2 separate regions of the Rattus norvegicus genome follow, and region 2 is linked to region 1. Evidence: chromatin contacts called from public Hi-C data. All regions are on one chromosome and are shown on one strand. Each heading gives the region's core, a stretch centred on a gene start, on an enhancer-like site or on the middle of the called end of the contact. The rest is flanking DNA. Distances are from core to core; before and after follow the strand shown. Region 1 overlaps LOC103692198 (a long non-coding RNA gene). Region 2 has its middle 260 kb from the start of Prok2.

Region 1 (5,446 bases), core at 507-3,006:
CAACTTTATCCACTGTCTCCCCAGACGCGCCCGAGTTGTGGTTTCTGAGCAGATTTCATGGAGTGGAAAACTCAATTTTGGGTTCTCTGGGACACGATGTTTGTAATATATGATTGTACATGTATATATGATGCTTGTAATATGATTGTCAGTATATATTGATACCCCTTCCTTCAAACCGCAGGCCTAACCTCCTTACCTGGTCATAAACAGTCATGGAGGCTCTCATCTAAGGGAAAACATTTGGTAGAGAGATGAAGCTGAGCAATGAAGAATGGTTCTGTCAGATGGTTCAGTGGTTAGGAGTACTTCCTGTACAAACAGGAGGAGGGCGGGGGTTCAGATTGCAGGACCCACGTAAGAAGACAGTATCCTGCATCCATCTGTAACTCCAGCTCTAAGGACAATGGAGATAGACTCCTTGGGTTGGCTGACTTCCAGCCTAGAGACCCCTCCTCAAAACAAAAGGAGAAAAAGAAAGAGAAACCCTGAGGCCTTCTTCCGGCTTCTGTGGGCACAGGCAAACACATGTATGCAGCGGCTCCTACACTCACACATGCACACAAACAAATAAATAATTAGGAAAAGAATAGTTCTGTGTGCCTCTAATCTCTTGAGAGGCTCACTCTGGGGATGCCAGTGGCCATGCTGTGGCAGCATTCTAGCCGCCTTGCAGGAAGCTAGAACTGAAGCTGCCTGCCACAGCCAGCGCTGACCTGCCCGTTGTGGGGCCGTTGTACTTTGGATCTTCAAAGGCCCCTGTGCTTAAGACCTGGTTCTAAACCTGTGACGCTTTCGTCAGGCACTTGGATGGAGAAGAGGTAGGGCCTGGTGGGAGGAAGGTGGCTGCTGGTGTCCGGTATGGCTTGGAAGGGGATAATGGAATTCTGGCCCCTTCTTTGCTCTCCTTTGTTACCTGGCCACCAGGAGAGAAGCTCTCCCTGCCACATCTCCCCTGCCATGATATGCGATGCCACTATGTCCTCCAGAATAATGGGCCAGCTGAGCAGGGATGCAGCTTCTCACACTGAGCCAAAACAAACCTTTCCTCCTCTGATGCGGAATTCTGTCAAGTACTTTGTGGCAGTGGCAGAGAATGTACACAGTTATCTGAGCCACCCAGGAAGGAGACAGACTGTGTGGCCAGCCCAGGCAAGCATTCAGATGACTGAGGCCTCAGCCTGTGGGGAGAGAAGGGGGTTCAGACACCATGGATCAGACACTAGCTGTCTCCTGTGCCCCATCTCCTCTTCTCTCCTACACACAGGCAAAGAATGTTTCTTCAACAGTTTTAGTATGTATGGAAACTTCTAGAAGTATACCTACTGTGTAAGCCAAGGGGACACATGCATTTAGTTTTGTTTGTGTGTTTTGTGTATGGGACATAGGGTCCCACTATGGTGCCTAGGTTGTTCTGGAAGTTGCTATGTAGCCCAGGCTGGCCTTGAACTCACAATTTTTCTACTTCTACTTAAATACTGGGATTACAGGGGTGTGTGTGTGTGTGTGTGTGTGTGTGTGTGTGTGTGTGTGTGTGCGCGCCACCGTGCCCAGTTTTTACTAAAAGCTGTTTGAAAGGGATTAAAATATCATGATATGTCGTCAAGTGTGTCACTTGTCACACTTACAGCTGCTCCCTTACAGTTACTCTTCAAGTACGTGAGGTGCAGTGGAACTGGGCTGTGTGTGTTGTACAGTTGTAGCCATTTGTTTTCACTGGGACGGATAAGAACCTGACCCTTTCCTGATGTCCCTCCAGGCATCCGAGCCTCTGTATACAGGGCCATAAATAGCACTTCTTCAGTTCCTTCATCCTGGAGTTGGACTGTTACATCTATTTTTAAAACTCATGAGTAGGCACTTTCTGTTTTTAAAGGAGATTTCATTTCCTGTTAGTGAAGGGACATTATAAAATACCAGTCAAGGAAAAGAGTGTGGGACTCTGGGGCACTTCCTAGAGAATACTTTACTGGCCTAGGAAATTATGATTGTTTGTTCTTCGGCTTCTAGAACAAACCCCTTGGCAACCTTCAGAATTATTCCCTCCTGTCTGACTCGAGGAATTTTCTTCTTGAGCTCCAGGAGCCTTCTGCTGTCCCCCAACATTCTGCACTTTCTACTTCCCTCTATAGTGCTTTCTTATCTTGACCTCTCTCTTTCCCCTTGCCTTTTGAAATCTCTTTCATTCCATCCTAACACAGTCACTCTACAAACAAATACAGAGCACACATGTCTATGTCTATACACATGGGGCTCCAGCACGGGGACAGGAGCCAGTTGCCTGTCACCCTCCCCAGAACTTGGGAGAGATTACTCTGCTCATTGAAGACATATTTGAAAACTAATACACGCAGAGAGAGAACCCCCAACAGGCCTTTCATCTTCGCTCTCTCCTGAATTGCTCTCTGCCAGCATTCCGGGTTTCTCTTGTTATAGATACACTGTAGCAACCTCAGAGCTTTCTGCATAGCCTGAAGGCTCAGCAACACAGCCAGTCTTTCCTCCTTCTAGCCTGAACAGCTCCAGAAGCATTCTCTACTGTTTGCACACACCTGATATGTGAGTGCACCTGCCAACTCTCTCCACACTCCCTAGCAGAGGGGGATTGGTACTTGCTGCCACTTCTCTTCCCTGAGGAGTGAAGACAGCATGGGAAATTTAGACCCTGGGCTGCTTCTCTTCAGAGACCACCCTGCTAAGTAATGGGTGACTCCAGGTAACCAGGACCATTAAGACACCGAAATACCCCACTGCCTCTTTCTCTGTGCTTAGCAACAGCCCACTGCGTCTATTAACTCCCTGATAATTGCCTGCCCTCTGCCTTCTTCCTGAGGGCTGGTGTAGTTCAAGGACCCTCCCAGAGACTGCTTCGTCGGCATTTTTCGAGGGGCTGACTTTGGAAGACACAAACACATATACACACATTCATATGGAAACATGTGTTTACACACAAATATAGACATATACACACAAGATACAGGAGAAAGCTTTTTCAGATGTGCTCACAAATGTGCTGCAAGAAGCAGCCTTGTAAAACCATGCTGAACTTTACTTATGTTGTAAAAAAACCAAACAAACAAAAACAAGACAGATTCTCTAGAAGGTTCCTGTAGCCCCTCTTCTCCAATCCCATCCAGATCTTTCCAGATAAGATAATTTGGAAGGGAGCCAGCACGGACACATTTCTGGCCACAAGAGGGCACTCTGCAATCCCCAAAACAGGATATTTGTGGCTTCTTTCTTCTCTCTTTCTTTCTTTCTTCCTTTCTTTCTTTCTTTCTTTCTTTCTCTCTTTCTTTCTACCTTTCTTCCTTTTTAAAGAACCGGCATATGCGTATGGACCCAGGCTAACAGTCAACAGACAATCCATCTTGCAGAGACAGTGGTGGCAAATGGATTTTTAGATAAGGGAGGGAAGCCAGGCACGGCAGCTGTCAAGAGGGGTGAAGTGGAGACGGGGGTTTTGTTCTTTCTTGCAGGTGGATCGTGGAGAGCCTCGGTTTTGTTTGTCCTTACTCAGTAGGTAGCAAATTCCAGCCCTGAGGTTCTTAACTGGGGTTGTCAATAGTGTGCCCTCTTCCACCCTATTGCCTCCAGCCACTGAGCTTAGGAAAACCCTTGTCAGCTCTGCAGCAGGACTAAGCCAGGGTTCAGACAGCAAGTGGTCCAAGTCACTGTTCTGAACTTCTGGTCTACTCAGAGACAAATTGGTGACCAGCTCGGTTTGGCAGAGGTTGCTACAGTTCCTGGTAGGAAAGGCAGCTTGGGATATCAGCTGCCACCTTTTCTCCATCTAGACCAAGGCGGTGTTCCCTAGTGGCACAGCCTCAGATGCAGAGTGTGCTCTAATGGTTATTTGGAAAGGACTCCAGAAACTACTTACGGTGGGGATTGAAGGACAAGCCACTAGATGTTCTCTCATGAAAGTTACTACTGTGAGAGCTCAATTCCACTGGGAAACTCCTGAGCCAGTGCAGGACATGGGCCACTCCCAGAGCTGTCGTTAGTTTTCAGCTGAGAGATTCAAGGGGAGTGGGACTGGCAGGAGGCCCCGGCCATTGCACACAGTCCTTAGGCGAACATGCAAAATGTGTAAGTCTGAGGAGCCGTGGGCGGGCACAGGTGGCTTCGTCCACCTCCTGCCTCCCTGATTGCTTCAGTCAGCCAACACAGACTGCTCACGTCTCTTTCCTGGCTCTGACATCGGCACTAGGGCATCTCATGTCTCCCAGGTTTTCTCAGAGCTCCGGCCAGGGCTCGGCAAATTGACACCCTGTAGCATTAGAGATACCCAATCATTAGAGATACTTATTATGCCATTGGGGAGAGGAGGCAGACTCGCCCACATGGGAAGGAAGCTAGCTGCAGAGCTCTTGGCTTTGGGGGGCTGGAATCACATACTAGGTAGATGTTGGTGTGGCTCCACGGGGTGCTGGGTCGGAGTCATGCTGTGTCTAAGAGTTGAGGCCATAGGACCTCACTGCAAAGACAGTGCTGCGGTTCTCAACCTGTGGGTCGAGCTGTCTTTTGGGGGTCCTGTGTCAAATATCCTGTATATCAGATATTTACACTACGAGTCATAACAGTAGCAAAATTACAGTTATGAAATAGCAACATTAATAATTTTATGGTTAAAGAATATCATAACACTAGAAACTGTTTTAAAGGGTTGAGGGAGTATTAGGAAGGCTGAGAATCACTGGCTTAATGGGTTTAGAGTGGCACTCAAGTGTCTGCATTTCTTTTTTTTTTTTTTTTTTTTTTTTTTTTTTTTTTTTTTGGTTCTTTTTTTCGGAGCTGGGGACCGAACCCAGGGCCTTGCGCTTCCTAGGTAAGCGCTCTACCACTGAGCTAAATCCCCAGCCCCATTTCTTTTTTTTTTTAAGATTTATTTATTTATTATATATAAGTACACTGTAGCTGTCTTCAGACGCACCAGAAGAGGGCATCAGATCCCATTATAGATGGTTGTGAGCCACCATGTGGTTGCTGGGAATTGAACTCAGGACCTCTGGAAGAGTAGTCAGTGCTCGTAACCACTGAGCCATCTCTCCAGCCCAAGTGTCTGCATTTCTAACTAGCTCTCTGATAGTACAGAGCTATGGTCCTCGGGACCAATGGGAAGGGCCTGGTTATAATGAACCGGCACATCTGTGTGAGCCCCTGGCAAACTGTCTAAAGAGATGCTGAAGGAAAGGCCTCTTGGAGTCCCCATGCTCTAGTGAAAGACTTGGTATGATTTCTCATTCTGGCTAACACATTCATACCTACTTTTCTGGGAATGTTTCCCCCATAAAATCTGTTTCTCTTCACAGCAATGTACAGGCCTTGGGTCCTATGAAACCCGACCTCCTCATCTGGGAACATTTGATCACCAACCCACTTAGCGCTCAGAGAAAGGAACTTCCAGCATTTTGATTCTTTCATCAGAGCTCTGGAACTTTCC
Region 2 (5,424 bases), core at 2,881-5,380, 86 kb after region 1:
TTATGTCCCCACCAAATGGGCTGGCAACCCTGGCGCTTTTCCTAGGAGTCTCGAGACCTACCTGGTAAGGATTGGGTGGGGAGAAGCATTGTTTGACTCTGTGCCCAACACAATGCATTCCAGCCCTTCTCACCCCTGTTTTCCACCCTGTGTGACACTTAAGCTACTTTTCCTGTTGCTCTGAGAAAATGCCCAAACAAAAGCAACTTTCAGAAGAAGGATTATTTTGTCCAAGGTGTGAGGGGTCAGCCTATCACTGTGGGAAACTGAGGCAAGAGCCTCTGTCACACTGTATCCCAGTCAGAAGGCAGAGAGACAGGTGTGGTCCTCAGCTGGTTCTCTTTTTCACTCAGCAGGGAGCCCCAGTTCATGGGACAGTGCTGCCAACATTTAGGATCGGTCTTCCTACCCCAATTAAATTAGGGATCTAATTTAGATAATCCCTCCCAGGCACTCTCAGAGGCCTGTCTCCTAGGTAACACCGAATCCTGTCAAGTTGACAATCAATTCTATCACATGTGATAACCAAAGACTACAGCATTGTTGACATTCTACACTGATAATCACTTACCCTGTGTACCACACGCCCTGTATATTCGAGACAGAAGCAGCACCGCTGGCTCCTGCACACAATGCCTCCTAGCAGTGGTGCCAACCAGGAAAAGCCCTGGGGGGACAACATTGTCTGTAGTTAGGCATCCTTGCAATAACTGTCAAACTTGATGATTATTTCATGGGCTTTCATAGAGTTAAGAGCCATGCACAGGGGGTAATTTTAAATTATTTTGCTCTAATTCCAAGGAAAATTAAGTTTCTCCTTTCTGAGATCCCTTGACATTTAAAAAAAAAAATTAACTGCAGGCCAGGGATATAGCTCAGTCGGTAGTGTGCTTGCCCAGCATGCGTGAAGCGGTGGGTTCGGTCTCCAGCATTAAATAATGATGGGCATGGTGTAATCCTATAATCCCATACTTGAGGGACAGAGGTAGGAGGATCAGAAGTTCAAAGTCATCCTCAGCTACGTACTGAGTGAGATAAGACCAGCTTGGGCTAGAGATGCCGTCTCAAGGAAATACTGCTATCAATAACAGAGTACTTTTCATTTTATGGTTTGAAATGTACTCCACAGGCTTGTGCGCTTAACCACTTCTCCCCTAGCTGCTTTAAAAGGGTTGTAGCACCTTTGAGTGGGGAAAGCTAAACTGGTATGTGGTGGGAGCAGGTAGGTGAGATTCTGTAGCCCAAGTCCACTTTTCCATCACTCTCGGCTTTGTGATGGCAGAAGCAATGTGGTCACACCCTGCCCGCATGCCTTCTTCACCATGGTGGACTGTATCTTCTCAAAGTGTGAGCTCAAATAAACCCTCTGCCCTTGAGTTATTCTTGTTAGTTATTTGGTCGAAGCAAGGGAAATGCAGATAGGCTCTGACACTGTTCCATTCTGGACCTAAGAAAACACAAGCTCTTCATATGGGCATGGTGAACCCAGGATGATGGGAGGAGGGGGAGGAGGAGGGGGAAGAGGAGGGGGAAGAGGAAGGGGGGAAGAGGGTGAGGGAGGAGGGATAAGATGAGGAAGAGAAGGAGGAGGGGGAGGAGGATGGGGGAGGAGGGGTAGGATGAGGAGGAGAGGGAGGAGGGGGAGAGCAGGATGGGGAGGAAGATGAGGAGGAGGATGGGGAGGAGGGGGAGAAGGAAGAGGAGGAGGAGGAAGGGGGAGAAGGGGAAGGAAGAGGAGGAGGCAAGCTTACAAAACTATGACCTATGACTATGTTAGAGAGTTCTAAATCTACAAACTCAACCTGTTATCTGTGGCTGTATAGCATTTTAGCAGCTGACAACAGCACCCGTTTGTGATTTCACAGCTTCTGGAAGTTTTAAGTTTAGGTATGGCTTCTGACGTCCTCTGCACTACTGTGTTCCAGATGGTGTCCTGGATTTGGGGGTTCATGGGACTTGACTGGGAAAGTTCCACTTTCAAGATTGCATAGCTGTTGGCAGGATCTGGCTCTTGGCTCACAGAGAGTGTTGGGTCCTTTTTGCTGTCATTTGGAGGTCACAGTCAGTCCTTGCCAGGTGAACCTTGAACATTTCTCAGCATGGCAACTTGCCTCTGCAGAGCTGGCAAGGGGGAGAGTTTGCAGCGAGATGTAGTAAAGAAACTGTGAATGGTACGGCCTTCACCTTGGCTTCGTTTTGTTGCTTAAAAGCAAATGGCCAGTTCAACCGTATTCAAGAAGAGAGGATATCTTCTGGGCATTAGTACCAGGAGAATCACCAAGGTGGTTTGCCAGACTGTGCTGTCCTGTCTCCCCTGTGGCCCCAGCATCACCTATGTTCAGGCTGACTACAGTTGTGACTTCAAATGCTGCTTTGGAGCTTAGGTTTTACTCAGTATATTCCCTTGGTTATGTTGGCTGCTATGGTTAACATCAAAGACTGGGTCATGTAAATAACAGATAATGATGGCTTGCAGTTGTAGAGGCAGAGAAACTCAAGACCAAGTTGCTGATGGCTTCATTTTCTGCTAAGGGCTCTTCCTGGCTTCTTGCAGATAGATAGCTTCCTTCCCCCAAAAGATGATATATGGTATATTATGTTCTCTCTCTCTCCCTTCCCCCCCCTCTGTGTGTGTGTGTGTGTGTGTGTGTGTGTGTGTGTGTTGCAGTCTACAACATGGATGGAGGTGTGGATTTCATTAAAGGAAGTGGCTAATGTTTTTCAGAGGAAGAGATGTTGATTCATCTGAAATTGGCATCTTTTTTAAAAACACTACCTTCGAATGTAAAGCAAACCTAATCACTTGTTAAGTCTAAGAGTCCAGAGGCTGAGGATGTGAAACAGACTAACAGAAGCAGTGGGAAACCTCCAGAGCTTGGTGTAGATCCAAGGAGAGGTGAGTATGATAAAGCGGGATCTGTGGGGGCCTCTGAGGTCATTATGATGGGGCTGTGTCCAACGAAGGCAATGTAATGGAGAAATGTGGGCGGGCTCTGGAGCATCTCCCTATGAGCAGCAATTTCCAAAACGCCCCTACGGATGCTCACATCTGCCCCAAAGGACCGTGTTGAACACTGAAAGAGAGGTGCCCAGAAGCCCGCATAGTTTTGTATCTAGAGTAATGGTTGGCAAAACTTGTAACAGGCTCCTCTGTTGCCATCACAAAGCCCAGCAAACTTAGTGGGATTTGAGCCAGAGAGTTGGCTCAGCATATAAAGGTGCTGGTTGCCAAACCTGACAAACTGAGTTGGATCCTTGGGACCCACCTACACGGTGGAAGGAAATTGTTGACTCCTTTCTGCACGTTGTCCTCTGACCTCCACGTACATGGTACACATGCACATGACACACAGAGAGAGAATTAACATTTTAAAATGTAGCAAACTTAATATGTATGCACAATACATTATCCTTATAGAGTCAAAAGAGGACTCGAATGAAGGCGTTGACAGGTTTGTCTTTCTTCTGGAAACTAGGGAGAATTGGCCCTTGCTCTCCCAAGATCCAGAGGCTCTCTGCAGCCCCCACTTCATCTTGCAAGCCAAAGGCCAGGCATACAGCATCTTTCTCCCCTGGTCTTACCTTCCCTCTATTCCTTAACTTGGACAGTCATGCCTCCCTCTTGCAAGGAGCCTTGTGTTAATATTGGGTGCACTATGGTCGTCTAACATCTTAAGAGTCCTACTTTGGTCATAATCACAAAACCCACTTTACCATATAAGATCTTCTGATCCCCAATGTTTGCATGTGTCTCAGCCTCACTGGTCCCATTCCTCTCAGCACATTCCAGCACTGGTTCAAGTCCAAAGTCTCACCTTGGTCTCATCAGTCAACTCTCAAATGGCATCATCTCATCCCATTCAGATGGGAGTAAGACTCAGGCAGATTCTAACTGGAGGTAAAGATTCTTGTCATCTGTACACGGGGGAAAGAAGTCAGTGAGTGGTCTCAGCTGCCCCTAGATGACAGCACGTCCTGTGGCTTTTCTGTGGAGGTGTGAACAGACACCCACTCACCCCAAACAGGGCACCAATGACAGATCCCAGAAACCCTTCCACACATGTCCAGTTTAGTGACCAGTAAATTTCCTGGGATGACTCACGGGCGGCTGCATCACTGAAAGCTCACCCAGACATGGGTAACCACTCAGGGAAGCTTCATCCCTGGGGTTGCAGCACAACTCAGGCAGCTGGGTACACTGAAAATAAAAATCTCCTTTCCTTGGCAATCATTGTACTTATCTGAGATCAAGGAGGAACTTCCGCTCTTGTGACTTTGTGACTTCGTAAGCCTGGTAAGTTAGGTGAATTCCTCGGGTGCCTCTAAGAGGGAAGGTTTTAATTTAGAGGAAGTGACTAAGTAATGCATAATAAACCAGCCACAGCCACACCCACACTCTCTCAAACAGGCATTGAAGGAAAAGGAAGGGGCTAGCCCTAAGCAGGTTGTAAATCCAGCAAAACCCAAGCAGGTTCAGGACCTGGCTCTTGGCTCTACCCTCTGGGTTCATGGCTCATTTTCAGAGTCATCCTTCCTTCCTCAGGAAGGGTAGCATGACTTTCAGTTGTTGTCATAAAAACATGGACAACAAGCAACTTGAGGAGGAAAGAAATTATTTGGCTTACCGTCCACCTTTGAGGGAAGTCAGGGCAGGAACTCAAATGGGTGTATCAGGAACTGTGGAGTCCTGATTACTGGCTTGCTCTCCATGGCTTGTTCCCCATGGTTTGCTCAGATAACTTTCTTATACAACCCAGGATCACCTGCCTAGGGTAGGCACCACTCACCCCTTCCACATTAACAACCAGTCAAGGACATATCCCACAGACAAGTCTACAGGCAAGGCTGATGGAGAAAATTCCTCACTTGAGGTTCCCCCTTCCCAGGTGACTCTAGTTTGCGCCAAGTTGACAAAAACTAAACGCCAAAATCACTCCTGTTTGCACCTGGATTGTTCCACGGTCCAGTTTGTTTCCTGTGTATAGAATTTTGGAATTTGACTCCCCTATTCCTCTTGTTCCCTCTTCTTCGGTGCAAGCTGGCTGGGTTTCTGCTGACATACACACAGACTCATTATATCTGTCCTTCAAGGTGTATTGCACCTATTATAACTTTATAAATAAAGTTTTATTGAAACACAAGCACAAAGTGCTTGTTAGTACTTTGTTGTTACTGTATTATTGACAGGCCAACAGGATGGGAAGGGCTACAAGAGGAACCGCCTGGCTCACAAGCTAAGACTCCTCTCTCTCTCTCTCTCTCTCTCTCTCTTTCTCTCTCTCTCTCTCTCTCCCCCCCCCCCCAGCCCTCTGTAAAGAATGCTTGTTTGGTGACTGGCTCCGAGTCAAACCTCAAGAAGCCTTGGGATTTTAGAAACGACAGGCTTGAGTGGGTTGAAAAATTGGTGCTGCGTGGCCTCGATTC

Evidence for each region. A called contact is a pair of places that touch in the nucleus more often than the background predicts.
Region 2: a Hi-C map of Schwann cells shows a contact between it and region 1, with 2.9 times the contacts expected there. The contact joins two enhancer-like sites. A contact is called at or near these places in 3 of 12 Hi-C or Micro-C datasets (the Rat2 cell line, Schwann cells and mammary epithelial cells).

Annotation. Positions count from the first base shown.
Region 1 is chr4:134,090,820-134,096,265 of GRCr8, forward strand. It overlaps LOC103692198 (a long non-coding RNA gene), which reads left to right. Exons shown (of 3, transcript XR_001837651.3): 3 at 1-4,704. Among named protein-coding and RNA genes, the nearest start is that of Prok2, 180 kb to the left of the region's middle. Within about 2 kb of position 1,757, at least 5 of the 93 cell types and tissues checked have an H3K27ac peak or open chromatin away from gene starts, as enhancers often do.
Region 2 is chr4:134,174,466-134,179,889 of GRCr8, forward strand. No RefSeq gene overlaps it. Among named protein-coding and RNA genes, the nearest start is that of Prok2, 260 kb to the left of the region's middle. Within about 2 kb of position 4,131, at least 8 of the 93 cell types and tissues checked have an H3K27ac peak or open chromatin away from gene starts, as enhancers often do.